Linked DNA regions of Zea mays: region 1 is linked to region 2. The links are chromatin contacts, called in public Hi-C maps. All regions are on one chromosome and are shown on one strand. The core of a region is the stretch at or near the end of the contact, and the rest is flanking DNA. Distances in the headings are between cores, read along the strand shown.

Region 1 (6,608 bases), core at 4,040-6,539, 79 kb before region 2:
AGCGATGTGCAGCGTGGGCGAACTGATCTGAGGTATTTTTACATGGTCTCAATGGGAAAAAGTCTTTTCCCATGTCTGTTACTGTTTCTTTAATAATGGTTTGTCACCAACATAGTGTAAAAATTATTGCCTGTGCCTCTCTCTCCAGATCTACTGGGAAGCAGATACAATCTCTTATAGGTTCCATTTACAAAGCAGAATCTACAGCTGCAGGTACTAACTATATTTCTTCAGGTCATTTGGTTCATTGTTTCTTGTTATTTGCAACTTAAATTTGAAACATCATCTACACGAAATCAGAGAACACTTGAGATTGTTCACATCACATCTTATAACTGCATGCATTACTTTTGTGACTGTAGGTCTGATGGATAGACTAAGAACCATTCCAACCAGGCAATCTCTCGAGCTGCGAGCAGAGGTGAGTACATGATTTGCACATAGAATATCTTTGCCCTTGTGTCAAGTGCCGATTAAAATACTGTTTCGTTTCGTTTCGTCCATCAGGTGGCTTCCATGGCCTCCGATTTGAAGAACCAGAGGTGTGCCTTGCAGGAAAGGATCAACAAAATATCTGAATATGGTGTCCGTGTCTGAACTGCTGCACCGTCTGTACATTTCCCCTCATAGAGCCTCTTTTGGTCCTCCCGTACAATAAACTGTGAATCCACCGTGAGGTGCGCGTTTTGGTTAGACAGGTTCCGATTCTAACCATATTTTCTGTCAGCATTTTGAATGCTAGGACAGACATGGTAACTCATCACAACCATAAATTGTTCCTATCACTTTAACGTTGAGCATTGCTCGTTTCTGGGAAGCAGATGGGCTGATGGCTACTATCTTATATATGCGATTGCAAGGAAAAACTTTGTTCCACCTTGGGTGCTGTGCTTCCTGTATACAATTCTGCTATTCCGTTTCGGAAGAAAAAAAAAACAAATAGTTACAGAATGCAGGCGCTGCTACAGGAGGCGACAGAAGTGTTGAAGTCTTGTTTGATATCGTTTTTCAGGTTTTTTGCATCTTGAAGAGGATCACAAATTTGAAGGGGGAAAATTCCATCCATTGGTAATGAATAATCCTTATCATTTATGGAAAACACGATTAGCATCGCGTTTCTCGCCGAAGGACGACGTGTTTACCTTGCCATCAGGCAGTCTCAAATTGGCAGTACAGGATACAAATTCAGCTTGTCCACACTTCCATTTGCTGGTAATAGTGATATAACTTGACAAGGTGCAAAATTCTTGCTCTATAAATGTTCAGCTATACGGCTATACCTATACCTACTTATATGTCGACCAAGAACACCATCTCCAAGCAAAGCGATAGAACACTTGAACAAAATTGCAGCAGCACAGAGAATTTTCCCATTTTTTTATAGCCAATGTACTCCATCTAAAGCAAAGTAATCGATCTCTTCGTTTCTTTCTACAGCCACCGCACTCCATCGAGCATTTCTGCACTTCCTCCGCTTTGACACTCTGAGAGCCATTTCTTGGACCAGATAGAAAAACTGGAAGCCATTTCTTTGGCCAGATTCGAAACTTGGCAGGGACAGGCTGGTTTGGTGACAGAATTGGAGGGGATCGAGGACTCTCGGTTCCTTCCAATTTCCTTGTCATCATACATTTTGAATAGTAAGGTATTTTCTCCCTCTTAGGCCTTGTTTAGCTACTCTAATATTCACCCAATCCAAATGTATTGAGGTGGATTAAAACGTAAATTAAACTAATTTACATCCCAATCCATCTCAATAATTAAGGTGAATACTAGAGTATCGAAACAAGACCTTAATCCCACGGACAGAGAAATGGAGGGGCTCAATGGGGAAGAATCCCCTCTCTATTTAAAATTGAATAGCGAAAGAATTCCTCTCCCGTGGATCCCCTCTATTTCCCTGTCCACCAAACCAGCTCTAAAGGTAACCAGTGGGCACCAGAACTTGATGAACAATTGAACATATACCAGTATGTGAAACCATAAAACAAGTGGAGGAAACAATTGAACATACCAGTCTGTGAAACCGTAAAACAAGTGGAGGAAGAGAGGCTATTATCTAACTTCCCCTATCTTAGTGGCATATGACTATCCGAATGCCATATACCGATCTCAATCCTCCAGCTAATAACCTACATCTCCCTTCTCTCCATCTGCAGAACCTTCCCTATGTGACTTTAGACTAGTGGACGTCAACCCAAAATGCTCAGCAACTGTAACTGGTCAGTAATTATATTGCCGCCTAGAATGTACAGCTTTTCATACAAAATTCATTGTCCTTAGTCTGCAGCCAAGGACATTTTGGATGAATCTTAAGTAAGAAAAATGAAGAAAAATGATGTGCCATTGGATATGTAATTCTGTTATGCTAGAGTGTTTCAACTTTACTCTCCGTTAATGTCTGCAGCTGTAACATCTGCCCCCAGTCATGCGATTAAGGTTTGGTCTTCAGTATCAACTCTTGTTTCGGCAGGATTGAAAACATGGTGAAAGCTGGAGTTTGCTAGTCCAAAAATCAAGAAGCCTGATTCTGTAGCCAAGAAGGACTGGGTAGAGTTTCATCTGTCCTATTAGTATCAAACCGAGAAAATCTCCGTAGTCTGTTAATCTTCAGACGGATAGAGGGCACCTTCCGAGCAATAGCCTTCCATATCATCTGCACGGCATCATCAGTCTGAGATGGGTATTGGTACTCGAAGTGCTTTTCTACTTCCTTTAGCTTGTTCCACATGCGTGTCCACTCTTCTTGGCTGATCCCTTTGATCAGGCTCTTTAGAAACCCCTTCTTGACTGCATCTGCGCCACGTACTATGACGCTGAACTTTGAATAGTCGAGGACATCCTCAAACGGGAGCTCAATCTCATCGCTGATGATGACGGGAACACAGTGACTGACAATGGAGTCGAAGAGGCGGTTGGAGGATGGAGTGTCACCTGCAATGTTGAGGCAGAACTTGGATGACCGCATACCTTGTGTTGCCTGCTCGATCCCATTACCAGCTACACTTCCAAATGAGAAATGCACATCTTTCTCGTCTTTCAGAAGGTAATACAGTTCTTGCCGAATGGAACCACCCTACAACATTGCGCAATGAAAATTGTGAGTAGAATAGCAAATATATATGTGAACTGCATACAATTTTCCATGGTTCATCTACTCAAAGAGCCTAATGTCTTATGCCAATCACTACAACCCACGTCCTGATAGCTAATCTGATACACCCAGCTCAGGTGGGGTTGGCTGAGGCCCATCAAATTAGGGTTGTCCGGAGCCCAACAGTTCATTATGCACACCCAACTCAGGGAAAGGCTCAATCGCCCCAAAAGACTAGTCCAATGGGGGAAGGGTGACTCTCTCTTTTAAAGTGGCTTCCTCCTCCCAAGTTAAGCGAGGTGAGATAATTCTGAGGCTTACACGGTCACCGTCCGACTACAATTGGGTGCGTCTTTGCCAACGGGTAATAGTGGAGGATGTCCTCATCATTCCCACCTTCTTAAAATGGGCCCTAGCTTTGATACCAGATGATACACCCAGCCTAGGTGGGGTTGGCCGAGGCCCATCAAATTAGGGTTGCTCGGAGCCCAACAGTTCATTATACACACCCAACTCAGGGAAAGGCCCAATCGTCCCAAAGGACTAGTCCAATGGGGGAAGAGTGGCTCTCCCTTCTAAAGTGGCTTCCTCTTTCCAAGTTAAGCGAGGTGGGATAATTCTGAGGCTCACACGGTCACCGTCCGACTACAATTGGGCCAACTGGGTCAATTACGTCTTTGCCAACGGGTAATAGTGGATGATGTCCTCATCATAATCCACGTTTGATTGTCAATGGAAATGTTTACATGATACATAGATCACTTGTTGAATTGTATTACTACTTATGTATTACTGAACTTGTTGCGAAAAGGCAGAGCCAAGTACGCTGATCGTGGTCACATAGGACCGGGAGAAGTGATCGCCTACGTATGAGCTGGACTAGTTACTGATAGGCAGGGCAAAACGCTCCAATTCATAAGGAAGCATACATCGATTTCCATCAGTGCATACCTAGTGGCCAGAAATAGTGCAAATTAAAGTAAGTGGCACACAGAGGGAAAGGGCCATGCTAGCCATTACTAGTAGGAGCTGCGGAACGAAAAGGAGTGCACGTGCCACATGGGCATGGCAAACATTCTCAATTCTTTTTAGGGAAGAACACTTGGAAAACAGAGTTCTTTAAGCAAAAGAGGCATGCTGACGTTATTATTATTAAATTAGATGCGACTAATCCAACAAAGATTCAATTTCGACGAGATGAGTAATTAGCAAGGTATACTCACATCCTTCCTGTAGATGGCGCCTTGGAAGTAGAGCAGCGTCGGCCGGTCGTCGTATCCGGCGGTGTCATTAGCGAAGTTGGCGACGAGGTGCCGATAGGGCGCGATGATGTCCTTGTCGAGGTTGGCGACGCTGGGCGGGTACCTCCCGAAGTCGCAGAGCACGAAGACGCAGGGCCAGAACCTGTAGCGCGCGTCGAGCATACCGTTGGGGTGATGCGCGAGCACGACGTGGTCCCGCCCGCCGGTCCTGCGCCACTCAGGCCGCGCGGCGAGGAACTCGAGGAGCCTCCGTTGCAGCGCGCGGTCCTCGCTGTTCCGCGCGGGCGGCACCACCCGGGAGTGGCGGTTGAAGCTGAGCGAGGCGAAGAAAGGCACGAAGACGACGTCGGCGTCCGCCGCGTGGCGCACCCGCGCCGCTGCGCAGGGCGTGGGCGCGCCCTGCTCGGAGGCCAAGAGGTCGAGGGTGAGCCAGTACTCGATGCTGTGCTGAAGGTTGAGCCCCCCCGGGTAGTCCGGCACGCCGTCCCTGACGTCGGGCCACACGCCGCCGCCGAAGCCCGGGGGCTTCCAGTCGAGCAGTCCGAAGTGGAACTCGGGGGGCAGGTCGTACATGAACACTCGCAGCAGCGCCTCCGCGGGGTCGCATTTCCTACCGGGGCCGCCGAGGCGGAGCCCCTGGTTGGGGCGGCGGGCGGCGGTTGGGCCCGCGGCGGAGTTGAGGAGGAGGTACCAGGAGAGGAAGAATAGCGCGGCGGCGAGCGCGAAGAGCCAGACGAGCGGGCTCCGGCAGGCGGTGGCCATGGCACTAACAGTGGCAATGCGGGCGGAGGGCGGAACGGGGCTCGGCCATGGCTGGCTAGGAGGGGATCTGACGGGGGAAAGCGCGGCTGGGTTGGTCACCCGCGGCGGCCGGTTGGTCGCTATGGAGATGCTCGCGTCCCGATCGAGGCGGTCGGATCTGGAGCTGATAGCAGCGGTTGAGTTGGGTGCTGGGACGGGTGCGGCGCGGTGTGGGTGTGAGCCGTGTGACTCGTGTGGTGAGGCGGAAAGGCACGGGCGGCCGGGGATTCTCCTGACTCCTATTTGGTTGTCGAGCCAGGCGAAACGAAACGGCCCGGTGTATTGGGATGGCTTCAGACAGCTTTAGGTTCTAGCTCCAGTGCAGAACTATAGTTTATAATATTAATATAAATACTTTTAAAAATATTTTTAATCTAATAATAAATAAAATGAGATCTATAAATGTTTTTAAAGGCTTACAGCTCTAGCTCCATGATTTTCTAGAGCATCTAATTACCTGCTTCATTAACTTCACCAAATTTCTTGAAGCTGGAGCTGTCCCAAACGGACCTTAGTGGGTGTTTGGTGGAGCTCTCATACCTCTGGTCTCAACGATAATCACTTTAGAAAGCTAAACGGCTAAAAACTGAGTTGCTCCATTTTGTACTAGAGAGTGTGAGCTAAAAAAAATATGCTTCTCGATGCTTCTAACCTGCTCCCCACACTCCAACCCCTCAGAAATCACGTCACCCACAATTTACCAAACGGTTTTCGTTAAATAAATCTACTTGAGAATCATTTGAAATCACTCTATTATAGCATTAACTCTCAAAGATAGAGAATTATAGAGCGAAGTTCTACTAAACAAGGCCTTAATCGTGTTTGGTCGAGGGACATAAAACTAAACAACTTCGAAAGTTCGAACAGAGAATATTCTTATCTCTACTACTATTATAATCCTAACGTAGGCGTCCACAGTAACAGCCGGTGCACGTTCTGTCGGCCGCGGTCCCTGCCGCATCCAGCGCGTCCTTGCCGCATCTAGCCCCGCCCGCGTCCCTGCCGCATCCAGCTCCGCCCGCGTCCCTTCCAGCGCCCCGCACCGCCGCGCATCCCTCCCGCCCGCCAAGCCCGCGTCCCGAGGCCGCATCCAGCCCCGCCCGCGGCCGAATCTAGCCCGCAATTACCGCTCGCGCAAGGGTTTCCATTGTTGGTTTACGGAGAAATCGCGCCTCCCCAGTGTGCCCTTCCATCCATGGCGTCGCCGCGGCCGCCCCCGCAATCAACTCCGTTGCCCCCGCGATCCCCTTCCCCGACGACACTCACCTTCCATCGATGGGAGCGCGCTGGGTTATGCCCTATACTTTCTTCCTCCATTCCACCAACGACACTCACCCTAAATCCTCACCTCTCAGATCCTGCCCCTCGCTCGCCGCCCAATCAACAGCTCAGACTTTACCGCCCCAGCCGAGCAAAGGTGGAGGCGTCTGCCTCCACACACCTCGCCCTCG
Region 2 (7,020 bases), core at 1,060-3,559:
CTGATGGTCCGGCCATGTACGGTGCGACTTGAGTGTTTTGTGTGCGGGCCTGCATCTGGTCGGACGGTCCGGCGAAATACGTCGGACGGTCCGCGATATAACCGGACTGTCTGAGATGATGCTCGGACGGTCCGGTCGCGTCCAGTACCTGCCGCGTGCCTAGTGGTTGCGGCTGTGATGGTGACACGAAAGCGTGCATCGGCATACCATATGATGGCTGGGTCAAAGGTGACCCGTTTATAGCCGATGTGTTTGACGTGGGTGGCACTGTATTAGACTCTCGCGATGGAAAATTAGGAGCAGCTGATTTCTCGTATGCACGTAAATGCATTTTAATAGATTCATCTACATATTGCTTTAACTGATCTACTCGTTGATCCATGAAAGTCGTAAGAGATAGATTTGGAGTACTTACAGCGGGACCCTGCAGTGGAGGTAGGAGAGATTCCATATCGATCTCCCCTTGACGGACGATCTTCTGGTGGCGATCCACCGTGAAGTGTGACAAGTACTTGTCCGCCGCCTCCTTGCGCCGTTCGGAGAGTTTATGCAGCAGTTCCGCCTCTTCCTTGTCGCGTTGTTCGTTCCATTGCCGCATCACCTCCTTCTCCTCGCGCATTACGAGGTCTTCAAAGGGCCTTTGGTCATCAGCCGGGAGCGCCTCCATGGCCGGCTTGATGATGTTAGTAGTGGAGATCTTGGTGTGATCCTTAGAACCGGCCATTTATGGGCCGATTTTTAGCAGATCTAGACACCTATTCCCCAGCGGAGTCGCCAAAAAGTATGTTGACACCTTTTTAGAGGCGCCAATCACTCAAAAGAACCCGCGGCGGTGCTCTCTGGTCAGGCGCGGACGGTCCGCGGCACAGAGCCGGACGGTCCGCGACCTGGCGTGAGGCGGCGGTGCTCTCTGGTCAGACGCGGACGGTCCGCGGCACAGGGCCGGACGGTCCACGACCTGGTGCAGGAGCTAGGATTCCCTGCCTGACGGCCGGACGGTCCGCGCCCTAGGGCCGGACAGTCCGCGCGTGCGCAGGGGTGGCGGAAGATTGCCGGCGGCGCCTGGATCTCGCTCCCGGGAGGGACCCCGTCGGGGAGGAGAGATCCTAGGAGTTGTCTAGGCTCGGGCAGACCGACCTAGACTCCTCTAATCGACGTAGAGTCGAGGAGAGGCAGAGAATTTGGGGATTGGAATACTAAACTAGGGCTAAACTAGAACTAGACTAGAACTACTCCTAATTGTGCTGAAAATAAATGCGGGATAGAAGTGGTATTGGTTCGATTGTTGGGGGTTCAATCGGCCGTAGCCCTTCATCTATATAAAGGGGGAGGTCTGAATCCGTTTCCAACTGTTTCCCGAGTTAATCCCGCGGTTTTAGGTAACAAATCACACGAGAAACTAGGAACCCTAACTGACTCTGCGCGCGCGCGGACCGTCCGCGCCACCACCGCGGACAGTCCGGACCGTGGACCGTCCGGCCTCGGGGCCGGACCGTCCGCACTGTTCTTTTGAGAGCTCAACACTGGGTCCTGTTGAACTGGAAACCAACCATGTACTACAAGCGGCGGCTACAGGACCCGCTGCCAGCCACTTGCAGACGACGGCTCCAACCAAATTCCGCGAGCCACTTGCAGACGACGGCTCCAACCAAATGCCTCTCGCGGAATCGGCACATTCTAAACGAACTGGGGTAAATATGATCCTCCGAAAGGCAGAGCTGAGCTGGGAAATGGGAATGCACGTCTCTACTCTCCACAGTCTACTCTGTCTACATATGGACCCACCATTTGCTCATCTGACCGTACACAAAAATAGTAGCCCGAAGTCGTATGAACGGAAGCGGCGTGGCAGCGCTGAGGCCTTCTGGGCTTCCAAGAGACACTTCGGTGGTGCGAGACGCCGACGCGTACACCCAAAGCGGGAGCTGCCGTGAAAACTAGGCTTGTAGCAGGGGCGGCGACATGGTGGCCATCCAGGCATCGCCGCAGAATATGCCCTGCCAGGAAAGCCAGGTCGATGGGTCCGTCGGTCGCCCGCGTCCGCCTCGCTATCCATCCCCCCCGCCCCGAATCTTGGATCACCCGGCGCCGGCGGCATGTCGTCCCGTTCGTCAGCGACGGCGCTCGCACCGCACGCACCGACGCGCACCACGCACGCAACGCGGCTACAGTCTCCCAAACGCAAAGTGCGTCTCGCAAGTTGCAGCTGCAGTAGGAGCCGGGAAACCGCCACCGCAACGCGCGTGTGGGCCAGACCGACGCCGACTCCTCCGGTCCTCCCTGCCTCGGGGATCCCATTCAGGACTGGCCACCTGTGGTCGGCCATCTGATCTGGCGAGGAGAAGGCCCCGTGTCGCGTGGCGTGCGCGGTGCGTGACATGACATATCCGCGCGTACGTACTGGATGAGGCGATCTCCGTCGTCTATCTCCACTCCAGGTCCTCTTTACCAGAACCCGATCGCGCCGAGGCGCCGTCGAATCGAAACAGGCTGGACGCAGCGGCGTGGACGCTCAAGTCGCGTGGATCACTCGTCGCACGCGGCACGCAGGTCTCATCTCATTCCGGTCCCGGCCGCGGTGCTACTCCACTCCGGCGGCCCCTCTCCCACCTCCCACCGTCGTCGTCGCCATTGATCTGTTGCTTTCAGGCACCCAGCCGGCCAGCCCAACCACGCACCATCCCACTTCCTCGTCCCCACTATAGAGCTTCAATTGTCACCGGATAAGAGTTCTGTCGTTATTATAAGAAATCTACTGTCGCCGTCTGACGCCACGTCCCATCCTCTCGCTGTCCTCGTGGTCGGCACTGTGCACCGGGGCCGGCTCAACAGCCCCAGATGCGGTGGTCTCGCCATCGTACGCTGCACTTAGCCGGGAAACGGTGCTCGCTTTCAGTTCACCGGTCACCAGCCAGCTCCACCCCGTCCAGCCAGCGTGGCAGGCCCGCCGTGCCATCACGCACATCGTCGACTGGGCATGAGCATGAGCATGACTGGGTTCAGTTGATCGTGCGCTTTGTTAGGCGAGGCGTGGCCATGACCACGACCCAGGCGGAGACCGTTCTCCGGCAGTCCATCGACTGATATGGCGCACACACGTTTTTTTATGAACCGATTCTCTCCCTTGTTTTGACCCCCATTTGGCCAGTTTGTTTAGTGCCAGTTGAGAGTTGAGTCCAAACAAATCATTGGGGCCAGGGTTGCTTTGCTTCCTCAGCTATTTTAATTTATCATGGAGACCTGCTCTTTCGTTCGTGCAGTCCATAAAGATTAAAGAATCATGCGCCTAAGCACGTGGTTTAAGCGGCTTATTTTGCCTAAGAAACTTGGTTAGTTAGAGAGCAGCACTAGTTTATTCCTCTGCTTGATCCCCACCTATCACCATCATTGGTAAACTGGACCAAAAAGCAATGAAACACATAAACAAGTTGTAGGGTGTAGAGTTGGAGCGCTATAGCCATTGTTCTAGGTTAACAGAGCTAGCCGTAAGCCGCTAGCGAATATCAAAGGGGCAATTTGACCGTACCAAGTCACATCAGCCAGCCATCTGTTTGGTTTAATAATTATAAACCATGCTGCAAATTTCAGCTTACTAAAATAAAAACCTAAGCGTTTCTTTAGGGGACGGATTAGGTAGATCTCGATAAGGATTTGGAGCCGGCAGGGCCCAGATTTGGTGGCCTCATTACTCGTGATCACAGTAGTGTAGCTTAGATCAGACTCTAACTCTTCATCTTTCACCGCAGACCATCCCAAGAACCCGTATGCCTCTTCAGAAATGGACGTGATCCCAACGAACAGAGCTCTGGGCGAAATGGTCAGGAAATTCTGCAGGTGGGGTCGAAACGGCTTCTCTGAATACAGTATACCTGCAGAAATCTGGCAGCGGACCCAGACGCTTGGATCCGCCACCACGGAAGCAAAAACCCGCAATTGCTGTCCAGCGAGCGATGCGTCGCCCCACCCCACCCCGGCCCATCCCCGTCCCCTCCATCTCCATGATGCAGCAGGGGAGCTCCCGTCCCCACAGCATCCAGCTCCAGCGGCGAGCATGTGAGGAGGTCTAAGGGATAGGATGGGTCATGGTCTCATGGACGATGACAGGTGCCAGTGCCACCAAGCAAGCGATAAAAGAAAGGAGGGCTCTTGCGATCAAAGAAAGGACCATCCGGTATCTTGAGCATCAAAGCACTTGGAACGGTTTGGAGTTTGGACGGCCTAACTTCCCTTAGGGCTGCCACTTCGCGTTGACCGGACCTTAAGGGAAAGCAAGGATGAATATCTTGATGTGAAAGACACTAGTGATGGTCTCTCTTTTAACAAGACGGTAACTGAAGCAACAGGGTATGTTTTACCGTGGGAAAATATCTATAAAGGACAGGTGTAGTCTGGGTGTCATCAACATCAATCTCGGTGGAATTAAGACGGAATTTCCACCATATGACAGGAGCACCTGTCCATGTTTAGGTTGGAATTAAGGCGCGACAGATACAGAACCAGGGTAATTCCAAACATGTTAGGTTGGAACATTTTTTGTTCACAATTTGACACCAACAGAAAGAGAGAGAGAAAAAACGCCGGAGAGATTGCATCAATCAAAACAAACATGTGGACGCTCAAAATATTTGAATATGTCAGTCATGTTGTTTGTGTGAAGAGCAGCAGCGATGATGTGCCTCATCAACAGTGAGCAGACACGTCGAGCAGAACCACTGAAGAAAACACTTCATTCAGACACCAAACAGCAGGTAGTACAGAAACAAGCACAAGCATTTTAACAGCCATATACATGGACAGCAGACTGAGACTAACAACTTAAAGCTAGGAATAACATTAAGTTTGCAAATAAGAGAGGTTTATGGCTGGCCGGACATACAAGTATAAACCAGTTCCAGGTTCCAGCCGTCTTGCAGCTACTGCAAAACCTATATAACGAAGACCTATAAGACTTGACAACTTGGGAGATCCATGGAGGAATCCGAAGCTTATAACGAGGAGCCCTACAAGTTTTATTCTTCAGTAGAACCAATTGGTCCCGTCGTTCTTCTGCGCCGCGCCTGGGTAATCAGCGGCGGCGGCGGTGCTAGACATGTTGAAACCAGAGCCGAACCTGAACTCCGCCGTGCTGGTGATGTCGCCCATCTGGCTCATGAATGGCGTGTCGTCGCGGATGAAGAACTGCTGCTGCTGCTGCTGCTGCACCACGGGTGGTGCCTGCTGCTGTTGTTGCTGCATCATGCTATTGACGTCGTCGAAGACTCCGTTGCCCTGTCCGAAGAAGCCCTCGTCCATCTGGATCCTCTGGGGCATCGCGTTCGGCCTCTCCATGATGGTGACGCTGTCACTACTGCTCATGGTCTTGCTCGTCATGAAGTTGGTGTCGTACATGTTCATCAGCTCGGCGATGGACCTCTGCCCGTCCATAGGCAGGCTGAAGTCCAGATTGTTCGCTGCCTGATTGGCTTGGCTGAAGGCCGGCTGGAAGGCTTGTGGTTGCGGCGGTGCTGGCAGAGGCTTGTTCTCGGCGCTCTGAGTGATCGGATCGTTGTACTTACAGGTGTACTGGTGGCTGTTGCGGGCATTCCGGTCAAGGAATCCATAGCTGTAGTCACTGTGCGGGCACTGGACGTTGTTGCAGGTGTACACCCGGTTGTTTAGCATTAGCTCTGGCTCAGCAGGAGCGGGGGCGTTCCTCTTCTGGATGAACTCGACGTCAGCGGTCTCCTCCTTCATCGGCGTCGGCATGAGGAACTTGTCACTTAGGATAGCCGCACCAAGGTTGAAGGAGGTTGGGTCAGTGACTGCTGTCTTCTGGTTGCCAGCCTCATCCCCCTTGCACTCATCAACGATGTCCACGTCGTACTCGCTTGAGGTGGTGTTGAAAGATATGGCACTGGCGATGCCACCAGTGGATGCCGGCGGGCGTGCGCCAGGGTGCATCTTCAGGTACAGCTCCTCTTCCTGCTTGACGACCGCCAGCCAGGTCGAGATCTCCTTGGCAGTCATCTTGTCCTGGAGGCACTTGGACTGGCGAACGAGGCGTCGGATCTTCTCTATGTCTGGTGACATGTGCTTGATGACAGCGGTGAGCACGCTCACCTTCCAGGCCTTCTTAAGGTCATGGGGCTTCTTGTAGGGAGGTGGGCCCTGGTCCTTGGGAATGCCAAGCTCCGGCCACCACTCCTCGTCGCCGGTAGGCCACCACGGTGGAGGAACGCCCTTCTCCAGCGGGTAGCGCCGCTGTGGGGGGTCGCAGTGCTGCATGAGTGCTGAGAGCAGCGAGCCGAGTGTGGTGTCCTGCAGCTCCTGCAAGGAATGAGGGCTGGCAGCGCCCGAGGCGAGCTCATTCTCGGCGCCCGGGACGGCGTTGTCGGCCTGATACTTGGCGATGGCGGCCGGGCCGTTGCGGTCGAAGCGGACCTTCTCCTTCCACCAGGCACGGAGGTTGTCGGAGGCGCCGCTCACCGGCTTGCCCTTCTCCGGAATGATCCCGTACACAAACCCCTGCGCGCGGCACACCTCCATCATCTTGAGCATGTACTTGAGGATGCCGTCCTGCGCGCGCGACATCTTCTTGCGCCGGGCCTGCTCCTGCGACTGCCTTGGCTTGGATGAGCCGTCGGCCAGGCCCCCACCGCTAGCCATGGGATCCTTGCCGCGGCTCTGCTGCAGCTCCCTGAGCCGCTTCAGCTTCATGCGGTCGCGCCACATGCGGCGCTCCAGCTCCTCGATGTCCTCAACGTCGTCATCGCTGTCGTCCTCCACGGCGTCCGGGAAGCTGTCTGGCGGTGGGTCCACGAGATCACCCTCCCCCATCACGCACTGGTCGCCGGAGGACGTCTGCGGCATGAGTGAGGCGAAGCCCAGGTTCTTGTCGCCGTTCTGCTGCAGGAGATCCACGAAGTTGTGGACGCCAGGGAACACCACGCTCTGATCCATCATCAGCCCGCCTCCCATCATCGTGACCTCAACTAACCACCACACCCGAGCAACTCACTGGCAGTCACGGGCAGATTGGCT

What was found. Hi-C and Micro-C count contacts between places; a contact is called where the count stands out from the background.
Region 1: a Hi-C map of endosperm shows a contact between it and region 2, with 3 times the contacts expected there. The contact joins the promoter of LOC100216694 here to the enhancer-like site in region 2. A contact is called at or near these places in 2 of 25 Hi-C or Micro-C datasets (bundle sheath and endosperm).

Annotation. Positions count from the first base shown.
Region 1 is chr1:52,909,123-52,915,730 of Zm-B73-REFERENCE-NAM-5.0, reverse strand. LOC100216694 (Exostosin family protein) reads right to left here and starts at 5,289. Exons shown (of 2, transcript NM_001143100.1): 1 at 4,318-5,289; 2 at 2,205-3,076. The coding sequence starts at 5,118. The coding sequence ends at 2,516. It overlaps LOC100276044 (Uncharacterized conserved protein UCP022280), which reads left to right. Exons shown (of 8, transcript NM_001363290.1): 5 at 1-32; 6 at 149-213; 7 at 363-421; 8 at 508-866. The coding sequence ends at 597.
Region 2 is chr1:52,827,055-52,834,074 of Zm-B73-REFERENCE-NAM-5.0, reverse strand. LOC100285672 (ETHYLENE-INSENSITIVE3-like 1 protein) reads right to left here. Exons shown (of 2, transcript NM_001158563.2): 2 at 4,628-7,020. The coding sequence starts at 6,960. The coding sequence ends at 5,017. Among protein-coding and RNA genes, the nearest start is that of LOC100285672, 5.1 kb to the right of the region's middle. Within about 2 kb of position 2,309, at least 20 of the 20 cell types and tissues checked have an H3K27ac peak or open chromatin away from gene starts, as enhancers often do. A contact at or near this core is called in bundle sheath and endosperm, where this site is marked.